Linked DNA regions of Pan troglodytes: all the other regions are linked to region 3. Evidence: chromatin contacts called from public Hi-C and HiChIP or PLAC-seq data. All regions are on one chromosome and are shown on one strand. The core of a region is the stretch at or near the end of the contact, and the rest is flanking DNA. Distances in the headings are between cores, read along the strand shown. Region 1 holds the start of ZNF445 (zinc finger protein 445). Region 2 holds the start of ZNF852 (zinc finger protein 852). Region 3 holds the start of TCAIM (T cell activation inhibitor, mitochondrial).

The links. A called contact is a pair of places that touch in the nucleus more often than the background predicts. HiChIP or PLAC-seq counts read pairs in DNA pulled down with a chosen protein or histone mark.
Region 1: a Hi-C map of stem cell-derived neural progenitor cells shows a contact between it and region 3, with 1.8 times the contacts expected there. The contact joins the promoter of ZNF445 here to the promoter of TCAIM in region 3.
Region 2: an H3K4me3 HiChIP or PLAC-seq map of stem cell-derived excitatory neurons shows a contact between it and region 3, with 2.2 times the contacts expected there. The contact joins the promoter of ZNF852 here to the promoter of TCAIM in region 3. A contact is called at or near these places in 1 of 7 Hi-C or Micro-C datasets (stem cell-derived neural progenitor cells) and 1 of 1 datasets of contacts at active chromatin or transcription factors (stem cell-derived excitatory neurons).

Annotation. Positions count from the first base shown.
Region 1 is chr2:48,473,446-48,477,653 of NHGRI_mPanTro3-v2.0_pri, reverse strand. ZNF445 (zinc finger protein 445) reads left to right here and starts at 1,954. Exons shown (of 8, transcript XM_063806736.1): 1 at 1,954-2,053. It overlaps LOC104005537 (a long non-coding RNA gene), which reads right to left and starts at 1,939. Exons shown (of 3, transcript XR_678917.5): 1 at 1,435-1,939; 2 at 975-1,062.
Region 2 is chr2:48,506,949-48,510,826 of NHGRI_mPanTro3-v2.0_pri, reverse strand. It overlaps ZNF852 (zinc finger protein 852), which reads left to right and starts at 2,105. Exons shown (of 4, transcript XM_054680617.2): 1 at 2,105-2,192.
Region 3 is chr2:48,332,706-48,337,060 of NHGRI_mPanTro3-v2.0_pri, reverse strand. TCAIM (T cell activation inhibitor, mitochondrial) reads right to left here and starts at 1,474. Exons shown (of 11, transcript XM_516398.7): 1 at 1,255-1,474.

The sequences.
Region 1 (4,208 bases), core at 705-3,204, 140 kb before region 3:
GGTCCCTCCCCAGACCTCCTGAATTTGAATCTACAGTTTAACCAGATCCCAAGTGATTTGTATTCATATGCACATGAGAATTTGAGAATCTTACCTAGGGCTTTTACTAAGCAAACTGCCCCGATCTGAAAGAGTACAGTGCTCAGGAAGTACAGCTAGCAAGAATATGCCTCCTACCAGAAAAGTGAAGAAACCTCATGGTTATAGGCTCGAGTGCTGTGGCACTCGGAGAAATCAGGTATTAGCAGAACTTCGAGATTCAAAAAGCTGTATAGGTCTTAAAATCAGAGCTGCACTCCCAGTGGCTGCTTCCCGAACTTTGCAAGTGCTGGTGAAGCCAATCTGGTTGATCTGTTTGATCACACTAAATGTGGGTGCTATCCATGCTAACCACCTATCACGTTGAAAAACATCCAGTAAGTACATCCCAAACACAGAGAACCTGCTCAAACTCTTCTATGATGGGAAAATTTTGTTCTCAAACAAAACTTGAAAACTCTTCTCACCACTATGGGTGGTTCTGAGTCACTCAAGAACATTATATCGAGTGGAAATTAATGGACAAATTAGGCATTGACAAGCAGTTTCTATTTTCCTTTTTGTATGTGTTGGATATTTTCCAATTGCCCCTCCATATTCAGTCTCAGTCCTCAGCCCTGCTGTGACACTTGGGAGACTGAGTTTCCTGGATTGCCCTCTGGCTTCCAGTTGAGTTGGGCCAATGGGAAGCCCTGGCAGGAGATCAGAAGAAAGCTGGGTTCAGGTTATTTATTACCTCAGCTTCCTTTGTGCTGGACTATGGCTTGGATGTAGCCCTCAACTGAAAGCCACAGTTTCTCTCAGATGGCCTGCTCCTAGGGGTGAGAATAGCTTCTAAATGTTGCTAGCCATGGGATTCTGCACCACTCCGTGTTGCATTTCCTTAACCCTGTCCACTTTGTGTAAATCGCCCCTTGTGAACTCTCCCCACTTACCTTGTTTGAATGTGCCATCTGTTTCTCTATCACCTCGTCACCGTCTTCCTGGTGTTCAAGATCTATTCTCTGTTTCCATCTTTGGTGACTGGGGCATTAAAAAGGGGTGGATCAGATGAGTAAAGCAAAGCCTCAGGGCACAAATGGGCATCATCAATGCCCATCTGAAAGATCAATCGTCAACATGTTGCAGCCTGCCACTAGGAAGCACAAACCAGAGGACTACCAGGACAGCAGCTTGTAGCATGCCCTCCAATGGCAGCAGATGGCCTTATGGCTTTGGCTGTGCACCCTCAAGGTTCTCTGGCACTGGCAATAGATGACATTTGCTCCTACAGGGGGTGGGCAACCTCTCCAGGTTGCTTCACCTCCTCTTCAAGCAGCCCCTCCACCCCCTACCCCCAACCTACTCCTCCCAGATTCCACATATTATTGGGCAATGGCATCATTGTTCACTCACCAGGCGAGCCTAGTTAGAATTCACCCACAGGAGAAAACGAGTGAAGGCCGTGGGAAGCTAAAGTATGGTGCACCTCTGAGCTGGCTATGAACAAGTATTCCTGGGTATGGTGATGATGGGGATGAGCTCGTCTTGGAAAGGCAGGAGTTCTGGCACCTAGCTTCCCGTAGGATCTGGTTCCCCTCTTTGAAGTGTACCCAGGCGAAGAATGAGTGGCTTCCTTAACCCCTTCTCCTGGCCAGGACCAGTCTGCTAGATACTGCTGGCCCTATTTTCACCCCTAGCTTTGGATCCCTTTCTTCCCTGGAGGGAAAGAGGCCTTCAGGGCAGCCCCGCAGACACGACAGGAAGGATGCAAGAAAACAGGCGCGGCTGGGCATCCGAGCGTGGAAGGGAAGTGTCCAACTGAGGGAGGTGAGGGATGTTGGACAAGCCCCGCCGCCCGCCGCATTGGAGCCGGAGAGAAGCAGAGACGTTGGGCCTCCCAGTTTCCTAGAGAGGCCGCGGAGGGCCCCGGGCGCCGACGCGCGTGCGCGACTGGAGCCGCCGGGAGGTAGGCGCGGGACGGGCGGCTGCGGTGGCGGCGGGTGGACCGATTGTCGCTCGGCGGCGGGAGTCGGTGAGAGGCCTGGCGGGGCGCGGGGGTGGGGGTGGCGGCATTGCGGGCGCGGGGCTCCCCGAAGTCCGCGGCATTCTCGGGCCTGCCCGGGCGGCGGACGGGGCCCGGCCTGGAGGCTGCGCCCGTGGCGGGGGTCTGGCGGTGGATCCCGCCCCCGCCACGCTGAGGGCGTATCTAGAACCTCTTTGCCTCCCAGGCGTCCGGGGTAGAGAATCTGGAGCCCGGGTTTCTCCGGGCTTTCTCGTTTCATCCAATTCTGCATATAAAGCGTATTTATCAGAGACAATTAGATAACACGGGAAAGTAAAAGAAAAGTAAAAGTAGCCGCAATCCTGAAATCTGTCTCCAGGCCTCCTGACATTTAAAATATCTGTGCATAATTCTGCACACTGACATCCATAAATATATATTACGAAATGAGAGCGTGCTCTTGCTTTTTAAAAAACCTGTTAGTATTATTGTGAGGAAACACTATTGTGCCAAAATACACATAACATTTACCATACAATACATAAACGTTTACCATTTAACCATTTGGAAGTGTGTAATTCAGTGACATTAAGTATATCCATACTACTGCTTTTTAAAAATTATAATCTCCTGAATTTGTAGAATGCATTTGTTCTTATTTTGGCTAAAATTAGTGCTGGCATTATGACACCACTAAAACATTTTTTTTTTTTTTGCGAGGATAATTAAGAAATCGTGTTTGCAGTTTATTTTCTGTAGGAGACACATTTGCATGAAGCTCTAAATGGTGAAGTGACATTTGTGCAGAAAAATAGCAAAATCTTGTTTGTCAGGGTGGTTATCTTTCACAATGAAGTAACTAGTATATAAAATGCAGTTTTTAAACAAAGGCAGAGCTCTAACCTGCAGCGATTGTAGCACACTCTGACTTGCACAGGCCTAAGAGATCAGAGTATTGTCTCCTTCCGAATTTAAAAGTGGTGGACAGGAAAGAATGTTATTCTGTTTCAAACGGCTTGTAGTGCAAAACTAAAAACTCAGTATTAGGTTGGTTGTTTTGCAAGGAAGTGCCAGGGAGTGGTTTGAGCAGTAATTTGATTAAGCAGTTTCAGAGAGCCTCCATGTGTTGTGTGTGTGTCTGCGTGTGTGTGTGTGCATGCATGTGTGTGCATATTCAGGGACCAAAGAATTAGGCTGCTCTTTTATGTTATCTTAATGAAAGGCAGACACATTTTGGTTAGAAAAAAAAAAAGTCTTACTGTAAGCCGAAAAGATGAGAATGTTTTGAAGATAAACCTCAGTATGCACTTAAAAAGGAAACTGACAAAAAGCATGAAAAATGGCAAGTATTCCACCGGTAGGTTTTCTGTGGCTTCTGGTATCCAGGAAGAATTAGTGCATAAGCAGTCTACGATGTCAGAGAGTAAACTATAGTAAAACATAACACTGTATTTTGCAATTTTCAAGATTTTGTATTAGAAACAATGTGAAAGAGTACATTTCTGTGACTCTCAGGCGAATTGTTAGGTGTTCTGTAAGATTGAATTTATGAATTTCTTTTTTTCCTTCCTATTCTTAAATTTATTTTCTTTTTCCTTGTTTATTTTATTTATTTTATTTTTGAGACAGAGTTTCACTCTTGTTGCCCAGGCTGGAGTGCAGTGGTGCAAACTCGGCTCACTGCAGCCTCCGCCTCCCGGGTTCAAGTGATTCTCCTGCCTCAGCCTCCCAAGTAGCTGGGATTACAGGCGTGTGCCACCACGCCCAGCTAATTTTTGTATTTTAAGTAAAGACGGGGTTTCACCGTATTGGTCAGGCTGGTCTCGAACTCCCGACCTCGGGTGATCTGCCTGCCTCAGCCTCCCAAAGTGCTGGGATTACAGGCGTGAGCCACGGTGCCCGCCTCTTGTTTTATATTACTATGTAGCAGCTGTCACTGTTTAGCATACCACGAATCTGTCTCCTCATAGACGCCTCAAGGCAGTACTGGAACATACAGTAGGTTCTCAATAAATATATGACAAATTAATGAAAGAAGGAATCCAAATTGGTAGATAAAAATTGACAGTATTAAATGTCCTCGATTTTTAAGAGCCACTTACCAAGTTAATCTTTAATACCTGGCTGAGCATGGTGGCTCATGCCTGTAATCCCAGCACTTTGGGAGGCTGAGGTGGGTGGGTCA
Region 2 (3,878 bases), core at 856-3,355, 170 kb before region 3:
AGAATCACTTGAACCCAGGAGGGGAGGCGGAGGTTGCAGTGAGCCGAGATCACACCACTGCCCTCCAGCCTGGGTGACAGAGGGAGGCTCCGTCTCAAAATAAATAAATAAATAAATGAAGGAATTCCTAATGCTAAATGCCACATAATCAAACTGAAATTTTATGGAAGTATGTGAATCCCCTAACAGACCAGTTTTTCCTGCAAACAGGAGATTCATAGCAACCATTCAGAAAGGGCCCAGTTAACCCCAGTCAGCATAAGGAAGGCCCCCTCTGCTTTAATCCTTAAAAGAAAAGTAACCTGATGTTAATCAATCTATTTTTTCTATTGTTTGGTTTTCTTGTTCCCACTTTTAAAAACCCACTGTTCTGCTACATGCTGTTAGTCTACTTTATAGAAGTTTTTACTATTTTGTACCTGCTTCTCCAACTCATAATGTTACACAGCCTCTCCAGGTTGTAGCCCAAGAAGCAGCCTGCTCTTTCTCATTCTCTCTCTCTCTTCCTTCTCTCTTTCATTCCTTTTCTCTCTTTCTCACTTCGCTCCCTCCCTTCCTCCCTTCCTTCCTTGGGTCTCGCTCTGTCGCCCAAGCTGGAGTACGCTGCCCCAGTCATAGCTCACTGCAGCCTCGACCTCCCCGGCCCAAGCGATCCTTCCGCCTCTGCCTCCACAGTAGCTAGGACTACAGGCGCGCACCACCAAGCTCAGCTAATGCTCTTTCTGGTCTGAGTTTTGACCCTTATCCTAACCTGTTGTTCTTTGAGTACACTCTGGGCCTTGATGCGTTGGGTCATTCCTGCTTTCCCAGGTGGTAACCGTTCCTGGGCAGGGATTTTAGTTTTCCTTGGAATCTTGCCCTCCTCACTATCCTGCCCACAACCTTCTACCCCTAGCTTCTGGGATCTCAGCTAGGAGCCATGCTATCCCCAACTCTCCCTCTACAGGGACGTGGGACGGGAGAGCTTTTATGAAGCACCGTAGTGAAAAGACCAAAAGATTTGGATTCAGTGGCTATTCCAGTTACTGACTCTACTTCCTTGGGCAACTCAAATCAATGCATGGCAGCCAGTGTGTTATGAGCTACCGGAAGTATACAGAAAAGTACCAGAAGAAATACAAGCATTATCATCAGTCGCTGTCAATTAAATAACTCTGTTACATTTCAACACAGTGTTCGTAATTACATTTCAACACAGTGTTCGTAACCACTTGACATTGATGTATTTGTGTAATTTCTATTATCTGTTTTTCCCACAAAGCTGTATATCCATCCAAAGTGGGCAATTGAGTGTCTTGGTCAGTCATGTGCAGCCTGATGACCCTTGAACAGTTGCAAAAGTGCGCCTAGGGCTTGTAGCATTTACTTAAAAGGGGATAATGAACTCTCACGGCCAGTGCTGGGCTTATTGCCTTGTTTGGGAATTTCTCCATTCAAGGGTTTTATGTTTGGGGATGTGCTGGCCCTATTTTTTTGTTTGTTTGTTTTTTGAGACGGAGTCTGGCTCTGTCTCCCAGGCTGGAGTGCAGTGGCACGATCTCGGCTCACTGCAACCTCCGCCTCCCAGGTTCAAAAGATTCTCCTGCCTCAGCCGCCGAAGTAGCTGCCATTACAGGCGCCGGGCCACCACACCCAGCTACTTTTTTTTATTTTTAGTAGACACGCGGTTTCACCGTGTTAGCCACCGATCTCCTGACCTCGTGATCCGCCCGCCTCGGCCTCCCAAAGTTCTGGGATTACAGGCGTGAGCCACCGCGCCAGGCCGCTGGCTCTATTTTCACCGCTAGCTTTGGATCCCTTTCTTCCCTGAAGGAAAAGAGGCCTCCAGGGCAGCCGTGCAGAACCGATGGGAGGGATGTAGGATAATACGCCAAAGCCGATAGAGGTCTGGGGCGCGCCTGGGCATCAGAGCGTGGAAGACAAGTGTCCTGCGGAGGGAGGCGAAGGATGTTGGACAAGCCCCGCCGCCCGCCGCCCGCCGCCCGCCGCCCGCCGCCCGCCGCCCGCCGCCCGCCGCCAGCGGCCCTGGGCCCAGGGAGAAGCAGAGATGTTGGCCCTCCCAGTTTCCTAGAGAGGCCGCGGAGGGCCCGGGGAGGCGACGCGCGTGCGCAACTGGGGAAGCTGGGAGGTAGGCGCGGGGCGGTCGGCTGCGGTGGCGGCGTTTGGATGATTGTCTCTCGGCGGCGGAGTCGGTGAGCGGCCCGGCGGGGCGCGGGGTGCGGAGCGGGGGCGGCTGTGCGTGCGAGAGTGGCAGGCGAGGCCGGGCCTGGAGGCTGCACCCGGGGCGGGGGTCTGGCCGTCCCGCCCGGCCGCGCCGAGGGCATACCTCTTCGCCCCCCGGGCGTCTGGGGCAGAGAATCTGGAAGATCCCCGGTTTCTCCTGGCTTTATCTTTTCACCCAATTATGCGAATAAAGCGTACTTATTAGAGACAATTAGATAAGTGGAAGAAAAGTGAAAGTAGCCACCGTCCGGAAATCTTAGGACATTGAAAACATCTGGCATAGACTTCTCCCTTTTTCTTGTCTTATTTCACTTCCTGGCACCTGTCGCCGTCTAACATAGCATGTATTTGTTTATTGGTTATCTTCCCATAAGCCCCTTGCCAGGGCAGTGCTTTTTGTTTGCTTTATTAACTGCTGTTACCTTAGTGTATGGGAAATAGTAGGTGCTCCTAGAAGGTGTTTGCTAAATTAATGAAAGAAGGAATATCTAAACTGGGAGACAAGAAGAATTGACAGTTTTTAATGTCTTTTTTTTTTTTAATAGCCCATTGCCAAGTTAAGAATGTAAGAGTGACCTTGAGCTTGGAACATTTCCTTGCAGAGTTAGAGCCCTCACAGCCTGTGCTGCTGCATTTAATGCCTTGTGTCTTTCACTGTTTCAGGCTTCATGTGTACTCCTTTGTTGTGTTTAATCTCTTAAGTCAGTGGCCTTCATTCATTCTCTCAGCTTTCTGTATTTCACACCCCATAGGAGTGGGGAGGGTGGATTGAGATCTTTCTTCCTTACTAAGTGGGGTGTGTGCATCACACCAGCCCTATAGCTGTGGAGTGGATCTGCTGGGTGTGGGGGATCTTTGCATTGCAGGAGGCTGGATCTTGTTCTCTGTTTCTCCTTTTGCTGTAAGTATACGCTGTACCTCTTGGGGCCTGACGGGTTGGTATCTGTCCTCAGCGACCTCAAATCATGTGCTATCCCTTCCTTGGATGGCCTTTTAATCTTGGCAGCACAGCCTGGCCACCTGGTGAATAGTGGAACAGTCATGGTGATGCATAAGGATCTAGTATGTTCCTTTTAGGTGCTGTATGGTATTTCATCCTATAAAAATGCTACTTTTATTTAGCCATATTGATGGACAAGTAGGTTAAATCCAGTATTATGTTATTACAGAGAATATTTTAGTAAATACCTGTGTAAATGTCTGAATACCCGTGCAAGTGTTTTTCAGGGCAGATTCTTACAAGTTAAATTCCTGTAGTGTAAGGAATATGTCTTTTTAGTTTTACTGTGGACTTTCAAACTATCCTTCCTGTTGGCTATTACATTTCCACATCTATTAGTGGTTTGTGTTTGGTATTTTTTTCTTTTGCTTTTCTTTTGGACAGAGATTTTTTTCATATTGATGTATTCAAATATATTCACTCTTTTCATTTTGTTGTCTTAAGAAATTCTTGGTTACACCAGGGTTCTTAGAGTCTTTATGGTTTTTTTTTTTTTTTTTTAGCTTTTAGCTTTTAGCTTTTTTTTTTTTTTTTTTTTTTTTTTTGAGACAGAGTCTCACTCTGTGTCACCCAGGCTGGAGTGCAGTGGCACGATCTTGGCTCACTGCAGCCTCTGCCTCCTGGGTTCAAGCAATTCTCTGCCTCAGCCTCCCGA
Region 3 (4,355 bases), core at 225-2,724:
ATTTTACCTAAAATCTGTTCTAAGTGAGGCATTAAATCTGTGCAGTTTCAAACCAAATTTGGTGGAAAGATACGTAAATCAGTGAAAAATCCAAATTATGGAAGAGTACACGAAAAACGGTTTTGTTTTGCTTACTTTCAACTAACACCGAGTGTGTGCCAAATAGAGCTCTCAGGATTGAGCTTTGACCATTTGGCACAACTTTTATTTGAAAGTAATTTATTTTAACAAAATTAATATCATGCCACTCTCATTTGAACTGTGACTTCCCTTAGTGACTATCTTGTACGGTTTCTGAAAGCAGTTTGTTATATCAAGGAGGGACAAAAGCGGTAATTTTCATGGCTTTTCAGTTGAATATGAACTTCTTAGAGTAGGGGGAAAAAGGCAAAGAAAAAGAGCAAAAGCAGGAAATGCTATTAGATAAATTAGCCTAGATTCTGTAGCTTCCTTTTCTAAATCTCTTGCTATACGAGATTTAGTACGTAACGATTTCCCGTAAATCAAAGACCTCGGAAAAATATAAGTCGGAAACAATAAAACCTAAATCGTCTTTGCGTTCTCATTTCACAGCGAGTTAAAATGTAGATGCGATGCGGATACTGCGTCCCCTGGCACTGCCTCAATTCAAAAGTTAGCACTTTGCGCTAAGGTGGCTCTGAGCACTCCCCTCCGACCCCGCTTCCCCCCTAGAGGAGCATGAATGCACCACCGGAGCCCCTCCCCTCTTGCTCCTTACAGTTCTGGCAAGGGTCCGACGCGAGGGCTTTGTCCGACTAGTTCCACCTCCCACCCAGTACACCAGAAGGGAGGACAGTCGCTCCGCCCGCAGGGCTGTTCGGACGCGCATGCGCACTGGGGCGTCAGCCGGCCAACCAGCGCGCGACGCACGGCCAGGCTCTCCCACCTGCCCTCGCCCCAGTGGGCGACAGGCTTTGACGGGCTCCTAGCCGCAGTGCCCTCTGAGCCCCCAACCCTGAATTCTCAGCTGGGCCCTCCCGGCTCCACCTGCCCCCAACACCCTCCCCGCTCCGGCGGCGGCAGGGCGCTCGAGGCAAGCCCGGGCAGGGGGACGAGCTGCAGGTGACGCCCTGGTTGGCTGGAGCGTGCCAGGCCTTCCCCCTACGGCGCCTGCGCACAGCCAGGGCGTGGATTCAACCTTCCGCGGTGCCCTGCCTCTAGCTGACGTCAGCACCCTGGTGACTGCTGCACCTTCCCCGCGCGCTTTGAGCCCCCGCCCCTCCGCCTTCTTACCGGCCGCCCTGAGGGGTCTCGGCGCGCTCGGCTGAAAGCTTTAGGAGGCGCGAGCGAGCACTCCGACTAGGCCGGAGGGACTCGGAAAATGATGGTCCGGCAGGTGGTGGGTCCTGACCCAAGGGCCTGCAAGGAACGGAGAAGGGCAACCGAGCACGCGCTGGATCTTGGGGAAGAAGGGGAAAGGGGCTGCTGGAGGACGCGCGCATGCGCCGTGCGGTCCTTCGCCCCGGGCGCCCTGGCAGGGGGCGAGGCTCTGCGGAACTCCCAGAGCTGGCGCCAGGGAACAAGTCTCAGTGGAGAGCCTCGAATTTTAAAAGTCTCATTTAAGTATTTCTTTTGGTTTTCCTTGTATAAATATAGCTAACTTTTAAACATTTCTTTTCCGGCTTGTGTTGTTTGCTTTGGCCCCTTCAGCACCTATTTTTAAACGTTAAGCATTCCCCAGTCAGCATGAAAGTTTTACTGTTAGTTTTATTTTGTTCCTATAACTTTGATTCCCCCCAGAAACTGCCACAGATGAAATCAAGCCAATAGAATTGAAAGCAAAGATCACCTGGTGGCCATGAAGCAGACCATCCTTAGGCAGAAACTCCTTACCTGAAGAATTTAGAGGTAACTAGACTTCCCTGTTACCTAAAGCCAGCATCTGGTACCAGACTTCTTCCCTCCAAATTTAAAAGTAACTAGAATTTCTATGCATCTCCGTAATGCACGCATGTCAAAACTCATTGTGCACCCCTTGCCATCTGCTCCATGTCCCAATCAACCCGTCCCCTACCATCCAGATACTTTATCACCCTCACATACTTGCACAGGAGTTGCATATGCCACTAGTACAAAGTCCTCAGAAAATCCCCCAAGTGTTATGCCTCTCCACAAGGTGGCAAACGGAGATTTGGGAACAATTTGAGTTCATGTCCCTTTTCCATTGTCTGAACTTTGGCAAATTCAATCCAAGTTGGGTTCATTTAGCCAGGATCCCTCTAAGTTCATTCAAGAATTTCGGGCTTTATTGCCTTTGATTTAACCTGGCAAGACACATTTGTGGTATTAACTATTTGCTGTTCCCACGAAGAAAAAATCACGGTCTTTAGCTCGAGTTTGGGCAGACGAAGCTCATGTTGGCAATCCTAATAATAGAGCCGGGGCAGAAGCTGTCCCCAACACAGAACCCAATTGGCAATACCACGCTGCCAATGCCAGCCCAAACAGAGACAGGGGAAGAGAAGATTATATGATAACATGTTTGTTGGAAGGAATGAAATAAAACCTGTTAATTTTTCTAAATTATGAGAGATCACTCAGGACCAAGGACCCTTCCCTTTTCCAAGCTAGACTAATGGAGGCCATGCATAAATATACAGATTTAGATCCTGAAAGCCCTGAGGGCCAATCCCTTCTGGCCGTACATTTTATAAGTCAGGCTTCCCCAGACATCAGACAAAAACTCCAAAAATTAGAGCAAGGCCCACAAACTCCCTTTTGTACTTTATTAAAAGCAGCCTTTAAGGACACTGAAGTTGAGAATGTCCCAAACCTCCAGGTTGCAAGCCATCCCTGGGACCCTGTCCTCACTGCAAATTGGAAGAATGAGTGTCCCTCCCTCATGAAGGGGGGGCCATCTCTTCCTTCTAGGCTATGACAGCCACAGTCTCACCAACCTACCTGACAAGGGGATCCTGCAGAACGAGGGTGAGGGTGAGGGCGAGAGCAAGGGCAAACACCTCTAATTCTATTCCTGGATTATGATCAAGCCTCTGAAATGTCAGTCATCCATCCTCTAGATGGGGCCTTGAAGCCATCCACGGCCCTGTCTTTTCCATCTCTGTGGATGATCCCAGGGCAAATCTGATTGTGGCTGAACAACAGATAATGTTACTTATAGATACAAGGGACAGTTATTCAGCTTTATAAACATTTACTATGGCCCAATGTGCCAGTCCTCCATTTTCCTCATGGATATTGATGGAAAACCCCAATGAGGCTGTTTTACACAGCCATTCCCTTGTAAAATGAAAGGCTATTCCTTTACTCCTTTTTAGCCCTGTTCCATTAGGTTGTGATTTACAAAATTACAAGCTAATTTACAGCTAAGGCCCCACCTTCTAGCTGTATTAACACTTCACCAAAAGAGCCCCTGCAGCTTCTCCCAGATAGCAATCTACTTCAGTATGTGGATGACTTACTAATCTGTAGTCCTAACAAGGCTGTTCCAGACCAAAATACAGTATTAGTATTCAACAAACTTGCTAATTGTGGGTACAAAGTATCTCCTTGTAAAGCACAAATATCCACACAAAGGGTTCAATTTTGGGGTCTTATTTTAATTCCCAGTGAAAAAGCCTTTGTAGTGCTTGTACAGATCTTAAACGTGACAATTGTGGTAACTAAACAACAGCTTCAGTCATTTTTGGGTAAGGCTGGGTTTTGCAGAATATGGATTCCTTCCTTTGAGTTAATAGCAAAACCTTTATATGAAGCCCTCAAGGGAACTCAGGAACAGTCTCTATACTGGACTAATGATATGAAGCATGCTCTAAACACTTTAAAATAGGCTTTAATCTCAGCCCTGACCTCAGCCCTACCAGATCTGACTAAGCCTTTTTCTATGTACATGAACAAAAGGGAATAGCTTTGGGAGTCTTAGCCCAAGATTGAGGGGCCCTCTAAGTGCCCTATAGCATTTTTTTTTTCTTTGAGATGGAGTCTCACTCTATTGTTCAGGCTGGAGTGCAATGGCATGACCTTGGATCACTGCAACCTCTGCTTCCCAAGCTCAAGTGATTCTCCTGCCTCAGCCTCCCAAGTAGCTGGGATTATAGGTGTGCACCACCACGCCCAGCTAATTTTTGTATTTTTAGTAGAGTCAGGGTTTCACCATGTTGGCCAGGCTGGTCTCAAACTCCTGACCTCGTGATCTGCCTGCCTCAGCCTCCCAAAGTGCTGGCATTACAGGTGTGAGCCACTGTGCCTGGCCCCTATAGCATATTTAAAAAAAACTTTAGACCTAGTAGGCCAGGGATGGCTTAAGAGCCTTAGCAGCGGTGGCCCTTAGTGCAAGAAGCCTCAAAAATGTATTACCTGCCCCTCCTGAACTC